2 separate regions of the Sus scrofa genome follow, and region 2 is linked to region 1. The links are chromatin contacts, called in public HiChIP or PLAC-seq maps. All regions are on one chromosome and are shown on one strand. The core of a region is the stretch at or near the end of the contact, and the rest is flanking DNA. Distances in the headings are between cores, read along the strand shown. Region 1 overlaps LOC110262179 (a long non-coding RNA gene). Region 2 has its middle 120 kb from the start of TET2.

What was found. HiChIP or PLAC-seq counts read pairs in DNA pulled down with a chosen protein or histone mark.
Region 2: a contact with region 1 is called in an H3K27ac HiChIP or PLAC-seq map of skeletal muscle. The contact joins two enhancer-like sites. A contact is called at or near these places in 2 of 47 Hi-C or Micro-C datasets (embryonic fibroblasts and heart right ventricle) and 2 of 2 datasets of contacts at active chromatin or transcription factors (alveolar macrophages and skeletal muscle).

Annotation. Positions count from the first base shown.
Region 1 is chr8:116,591,469-116,594,846 of Sscrofa11.1, reverse strand. All of the region lies in intron 3 of LOC110262179 (a long non-coding RNA gene), which reads right to left. Among named protein-coding and RNA genes, the nearest start is that of TET2, 46 kb to the right of the region's middle. Within about 2 kb of position 1,701, at least 34 of the 83 cell types and tissues checked have an H3K27ac peak or open chromatin away from gene starts, as enhancers often do. A contact at or near this core is called in skeletal muscle, where this site is marked.
Region 2 is chr8:116,665,371-116,668,799 of Sscrofa11.1, reverse strand. No RefSeq gene overlaps it. Among named protein-coding and RNA genes, the nearest start is that of TET2, 120 kb to the right of the region's middle. Within about 2 kb of position 1,814, at least 1 of the 83 cell types and tissues checked has an H3K27ac peak or open chromatin away from gene starts, as enhancers often do. A contact at or near this core is called in skeletal muscle, where this site is marked.

The sequences.
Region 1 (3,378 bases), core at 452-2,951:
GTGGCATAGGCCGCAGCTGCAGCTCCAATTTGACCCCTAGCATGGGAACTGACATATGCCACAGGTGTGGCCCTAAAAAAGAAAAAAACTATTGTTTTAAAACAACATGACACTTCCACTACCAGTACTATCTCAGCTCATATGCAGGGTAAAAGAAATATCTGTGTCATTTGTTGTGTTTCTATCGGTGGTATCGTCTTTGATCTTCCTTCCAAAATAGCACAGGAGTGATCATCATAATCACAAAAAAATACCATAGGGCTTCACAGAATTTAAAATAGCTTCCTGGGATTTCCCTCTGTGATATAGCAGAAACAAATACAACTAGTATCCATGAGGATGTGGATTCAATTCCTGGCCTCGTTCAGTGGGTTGGGGATCCAGCATTGCCATGAGCTGTGGTGTACTTTGCAGATGAGGCTGGAATCCCACTTTGCTGTGGCTGTGGTGCAGGCTGGGAGTTGCAGCTCCAATTTGACCCCTAGCCTGGGAACTTCCACATGCCATAGGGTGCAGCCCTAAAAAGCAAAATAACACAGCTTCCAGAATTCCCTGGTGGCACTTCGGGTTAAGGATCCAGCGTTGTCACTCCTGTTCATTCCCTGGTCTGGGAACTTCCACATGCTGTGGGCATGGCCAAAAACAAACAAACAAACAAAATTAAAATAGCCTCCTATGTGTTATTTAATCCCATAATAGCCCTGTGAGAAAAGCAGACCATCAGGGCAGACATGGTAATGTTAAGAAGAGGAAAAATAGAACAGAAAAGAAGGGGAGAAAGAAGGAAGGGAAAGGAAGAGGGGGGAAACTGCCTTTCAGATCTTCCCGCAATTGAATATCAGTCTTAAACCTAATAATATCTCCTAACAAGTGTTCCGGAGATTAAGTTCCACATAGTTCTTTGGACTGCCCAATTGTGATTGCTCTACAAATTCTAATATCATCATTGCCAAGCTTAGCTAGAAAATTTCTCATAAACTCATATATAAAGTTGGGGAACTTCAGAAAAAACAAAAACAAAACAAACCAAAAAAACAGTAAAGCCCAACGCCAAGAAAGGAAGTTAGGATAGAAAGAAGACAATAAGCACTAACTTGCCTATAGGCTTCATAATCTTTTTCCATGAGGCACTTTTAGCCAAGCAGTAAGCTCTCATGAAGAATGGGGTGTGTGAACACACTGAGAGTCCAGTCCGGGGGCAGAGAAATCCCTCCCATTTTGTCCTCAGCTCAACTCCCAAGATTCCCAGCGTCACAGTGTGAGTCACACTGCAGTTGCCCATGATGTGCCCCTGCACGGATGCCCTCTGCTTCAGCAGGGAATTTCAAGCTCCCGCCTGCCTCTAAGAAGGGGGGAAATCAGTGCAACGTTGTGACCAGATGCAGAAAAGCTGGCAGCCAGAGAAAACAGTAGTGCATTTGACTAATTTTCTTTTGTGGGCTTTTTGCTGTAAAGAAATTGGCCTCCGTGGGTTAAGAGAAATTCAACATTTGCATCCCTTTCTTGAATGTGAGCTCTTTGTTTCCATTTTAATAGGTCGTGGGAAGTTTCCTGCGAATATGTAAACAAGCTTTGTGTTTATTTTAATGACTTTTTCCTCCTGTTTCCGGGCTCTGGGCAACCCCACTTGAATTCTGGTGCTTAGAACAGAACACAACCAAGTTGTAACCCAAGTCTTTCCTTTTGTAAGAGGAAGTGGTGAGATAAATAAAAGGATGGCATTTCCTAGAGCATCTGAATCGCCTATTAACTGCTTAAGAACTAACTCCTCAACAAAAATTAGTCCACTGAACTAGTTTAAAAAAGAAGAAAAAAAAAAATCTTTGAAGTGACTAATTTACAACTTTGAAACCTGAATACCCAGCTAAGAAAGAACCTCTCCCTTTCCTGTTAAATCCTGAATACTGAATCTCTTCTTTACCTCTTAGTGAATCACCTTAAAGTGTTGCCATACTGATTGTCTCTACTCCCTCTCATCTGATTTACAAACCCACTGTAAGCTGGCTTCTGCCTTTACTACCTTACTGGAACTTACAAAGACAGTGGTGAAAATGACCTGCTTATTGATAAATACAGGGAATGTTTTCAAGTATTTATTTTGGTAGATTTCTCTATGGTATTTGAAGATGCCAACCACCTACTCCTTTGAGAAATTTCTCTTCTTTTGTTTTCCATGATACTGCACTCTCCTGATTCTCTCACATCTCAGATCACTTTTTTTTTTCAAGGCAGCAGTTATAAAATCATGTAATATTCTTCAAGAGGAGAGAAAGAGTTAAGGAAACACTTTTTTCATTCGTAACTCCCATCAAGTCTTAGTCTTCATTCCTGAATCCTCTTCCCATCCTCTTAAAAATAGGTGTTCTTTTGTGTTCTCTTCCTCCTCTTTGATGATCTCATTTGTTCTTACATTTTCAATATCACCTCTGCCCAATTTTCACATCTGTATCTCTAGCTTAGACTTCCTTCCTAAGTCTGTATGTCTTTACCTCCCCATCTTGACTGTAGCTATGATTATTGTCAAGAGTTCTCTCTCTGCTCCTGCAGCCAACCTCCTACCTCAAGTGCCCACCACTGCATGTCTTCCTGGGTTCTGCTCCTAGGAGCCACAGGAGCTGGCTTGCCCACATGAGCCAGGTCAGGCCACAGCGGGAGAGTCAGTAGATAAACGTTCCAGACTTCCATCCCTCAGATGGCTAATTTTTGGAGGCATTCTTCGTTCTTCTCAAAAGTCCCTTGTTGCCCATATAAGGTTGGGTTGAATAAGGCACTCTATTGTCACCATCTCATTCTTCTTACTTGGCCACTCATGGTTTGTAGGGTCACTTCCCAAATAGACCACCTGTACCCAAGCTCTTATCTCAGGCATTGCTTTTAAGGAAACCCAAAGGCATTTGGTACCAGGAATGGTCCTGGAAAGCAGACCCTCAAAATGAAATTCCATGGCTAATTTGTCTCCTGAAGCAGGCCCCTCCTCCAGCTGGAGGAGAAGGATGTCTCTTACCTGACAATCTTGTAAAGATCTCACCTGAGGCAGATGCCTAGAAAGATGATGCGGCCTCCTCAGAACCCACCAAGTCTCCCCTTATAATGCACAAACCAGTAACTATGGCCATGACCCACTATTCACTGAGTAGAGAAATACAGTCCCTGTTCCAGAAGAAAATAGCTTTTTTACAAAAAAAAAAAAAAAATCTAGTACTAGCTTATATACATTGGCAGGACTGGGAAGAATATGTGCAGGAGTGGATTTTGAGGGTTAAGATGGGGAGGGAGGAGTTCCCATTATGGCTTATCATGTTAAGGACGTGATGTGGTCTCCATGAGGATAAAGGTTCAATCCCTGGCCTCGCTCACTGGGTTAAGGATCCAGTGTTG
Region 2 (3,429 bases), core at 565-3,064, 74 kb before region 1:
AGGCTCCTGGGGCCCTCACTTAGTTTATTGAGTAGAAATTCAAAACTGCCTCAAGAATTTAACAGGAGTTCTGAGTTTTAATCATGTGAGCTAGTTATTGATGACACCACTTATCACATTTTGTGATTGTTTGAAGTTTTGTTCAGGAAACTGCTACAAAGTTTTCAGTTTCTAACAATGCGATGATCCTTTCTAGTTAGTTACCAATCTTGCCTTGTCATATCTCTGAACATTTGGGGAGTATGTGAGAACTTAACAAGCACACAAAGAGTGCCAGAATGCAGCTTGCCTGTCAGGCCCTCATCCTTAAGCAAAGGGCATGGTATTTATTTATTTATTTTCTTTTTATTTTTTTGTCATTTCTTGGGCCACTCCCATGGCATATGGAGGTTCTCAGGCTACGGGTCTAATCGGAGCTGTAGCCACCGGCCTACGCCAGAGCCACAGCAACACAGGATCCAAGCCGCGTCTGCAGCCTACACCACAGCTCACGGCAATGCTGGACCCTCAACCCACTGAGCAAGGCCAGGGATTGAACCCGCAACCTCATAGTTCCTAGTCAGATTCATTAACCCCCGAGCCACGACGGGAACTCCAAAGGGCATGGTATTTCTTAAGCATTTGGGAGTGACCAGCTGTTATAACAGTAATCTCCAAATTTCATTGGTTTTATACTACTTGATTTAGATCTTAATATTCAAAGTCAAATCAGACATTCCTATTCAGCAGCTTTTATCCAAACAATGACAAAATCCCAGATATTTCCATGAGTGACTCTGCCATGTCCTAGGGTCTTTTCAGAGTCCTCTGCTCAATGCTTTACACTCAGCCAGACAACAAGCAAAGAGAAAGAGACCTCAGAAAGTCGAGACCCTGGCACCCATCCCCTTCAACTCAAACTAGTTACCCATCGCTTCTGTCCATAGTGCATAGGCAAGAACTAGTTACATAGTCTCACTTAGAGGCACAGAAAGCTGGGGAAAATGGATGGGCAGCCACGTCCCAGAAACAAGTCTACGCTATGGAAGGGGAGTGTGGTTCTGTGCTGCTCAGCTAGTCCTCGCGGCCATAAGCACCCAACTGCTGGGGATAGATGGATTTTTTTGTGTGTTATTGAGGTCGAGTTGATTGACAAGATTATGATAATTTCTGCTGACAACAAAGTGATTCAGTTATACATATGCACACATTCGTTCTCTTTCAGATTCTTTTCCCATGTAGATTATCACAGAATATCGGATAGAGTTCTCTGTGCTATACAGCAAGTCCCTATTAGCCAATCAATCCATACACCTTAGTGTGCATATACCAATCCCAAACCCCCCAGTGCTTCCCTCCCCACTTATCTGTCCCCTTTGGTAACCACAAGTCTTTGAAATTCTGTGAATCTGTTTCCCTTTGCAAATAAGTTCATTTGTATCCTTTTTTTTTAGATTCCACATATAAGTGATATCATACGATGCTTGTCTTTCACTGAATTAAATCTTTCTTGTCATGAAATTTACAGTCTAGTTCTTTAATCAGGAGCGCCCATCTAATGGCTCACTGTGCTCAATTGCCTTTTGTCAACTTTACTCTCATCCTGTCTACATTGTGGAACTACATGTCCCAGAATCCCTTTCCAGTAGCATTCAAGGTCAGATCCTACAAGTAAGACATTCATGAAGATTTTAAAGAGAAGAAGCCATTTTTCTCAGTAGCAGCTGTCTGCAGGCAGATGAGATCATTGTTGGCAGCACTCTTTGGCTTTGAGCACTTCTCCTAGGAATCACCTGCTATAAGCAGGAGCTGAGATCATCTACAGAAGCTTCCAGGGGCTAACAGCCATCCTCCTGGGAATAACCCGCTTCACTACTCCATGCAGCTAGGCTCACTGATGTCAGCTCTCCAGCAATCCTGCATTTTCAAATTTGCTGAATAATAATCTTCCAGACTTTCTCTCCCACAACAATTCCAATGCTCTGGATTATAATGTTTTCCTACACAAAATATGAGAGTGATTTCTGTTTTCTAACAAACCCAAACACACAGAGGATTTAAAAGTGCAGTACATTTATTCAGTAATTCAAAAAATATTTTTCAGGAGTTCCCATCGTGATGCAGTGGTTAACAAATCCGACTAGGAACCATGAGGTTGAGGGTTCGATCCCTGCCCTCGCTCAGTGGGTTAACGCTCTGGTGTTGCTGTGAGCTGTGGTGTAGGTCGCAGACGTGGCTCGGATCCTGCGTTGCTCTGGCTCTAGCGTAGGCTGGCAGCTACAGCTCCAATTCAACCCCTAGCCTGGGAACCTCCATATGCCGCAGAGGCGGCTCAAGAAATGGCAAAAAAAAAAAAAAAAAAAAAAAAAAAAAAAGTTTCAGTGCCTAACATTTGCCAGGTTCCATGCTAGATGCTAGAGAATACAGTTTGACAGGACTGAAAGATAAACTTCTGCCTTCATTGTGCTTATTTGTAATAATCTCTGTGAAGAACACATTGTGAAACAAAAATAATAATAAAAACTATAAGATGCTATGAGAGAGGACTTTTTTTTTTCCCCCAGCCACATTCCCAGCATATGGAAGTTCCCAGGCCAGGGACAGAATCTGAGCTGAAGCTGTGACCTATGTCCACAACTGTGGCAATGTCAGATCCTTGACCCACTGCACCACAGCAGAAACTCCCTATGAGAAAGAAATTTTTTCAAGAGAGGTAAAATAAAATCTGGGATGGGTGGACTCCATCACAGTCATCAAATTAGAAAATCAAGAATAACTTAATGCTATATTACTAGTCAAAAGAAATTTGGCAAAATTCATGGAAGAGAAGAATTAATTAGATGTCTTTAATGCCTCTGCGTTATAATGATATGATATATCACAAACAGGGTCGCAATTTGTCAAGGTCATATCTTCCAGTGGCAAGGAACCCTACTTTGTTTTTAATAGTTATGCAAAATAACATTATTGTAATTTATTAGAACTTTTTCCAATATATATGAAACTTCCAGAATCAATCAGACAAGAAACAGAACTCATTCTCACTCTCACTCAATGACTTAGATATATTTTTCCCTTCCTTTTTGTTACATTGTTTAGGCATTTCCATTAATTGAACACTACTTAGTACATTTAGACATAGGATACTATTGATTAACATAAACTCATTCTTTATTTTTTTAATTATTCAATGAATTTATTACATTTATAGTTGTACAATGATCATCACAATCCAATTTTATAGTATTTCCATCTCACACCCCCAGTGCATCCTCCCACCCCCCAAACTGTCTCCTTTGGAAACCAAAAGTTTTTCAAAGTCCTACTTTGATTTTATGTAGTGGAACAAAATGTTTCATATTACCACATCACTCAAGGATTTGGGATATCAATAAAGTTTTAAAAATTGGCTATAGAACTATATCTAGTCACTTGTGATGGAGCATGATG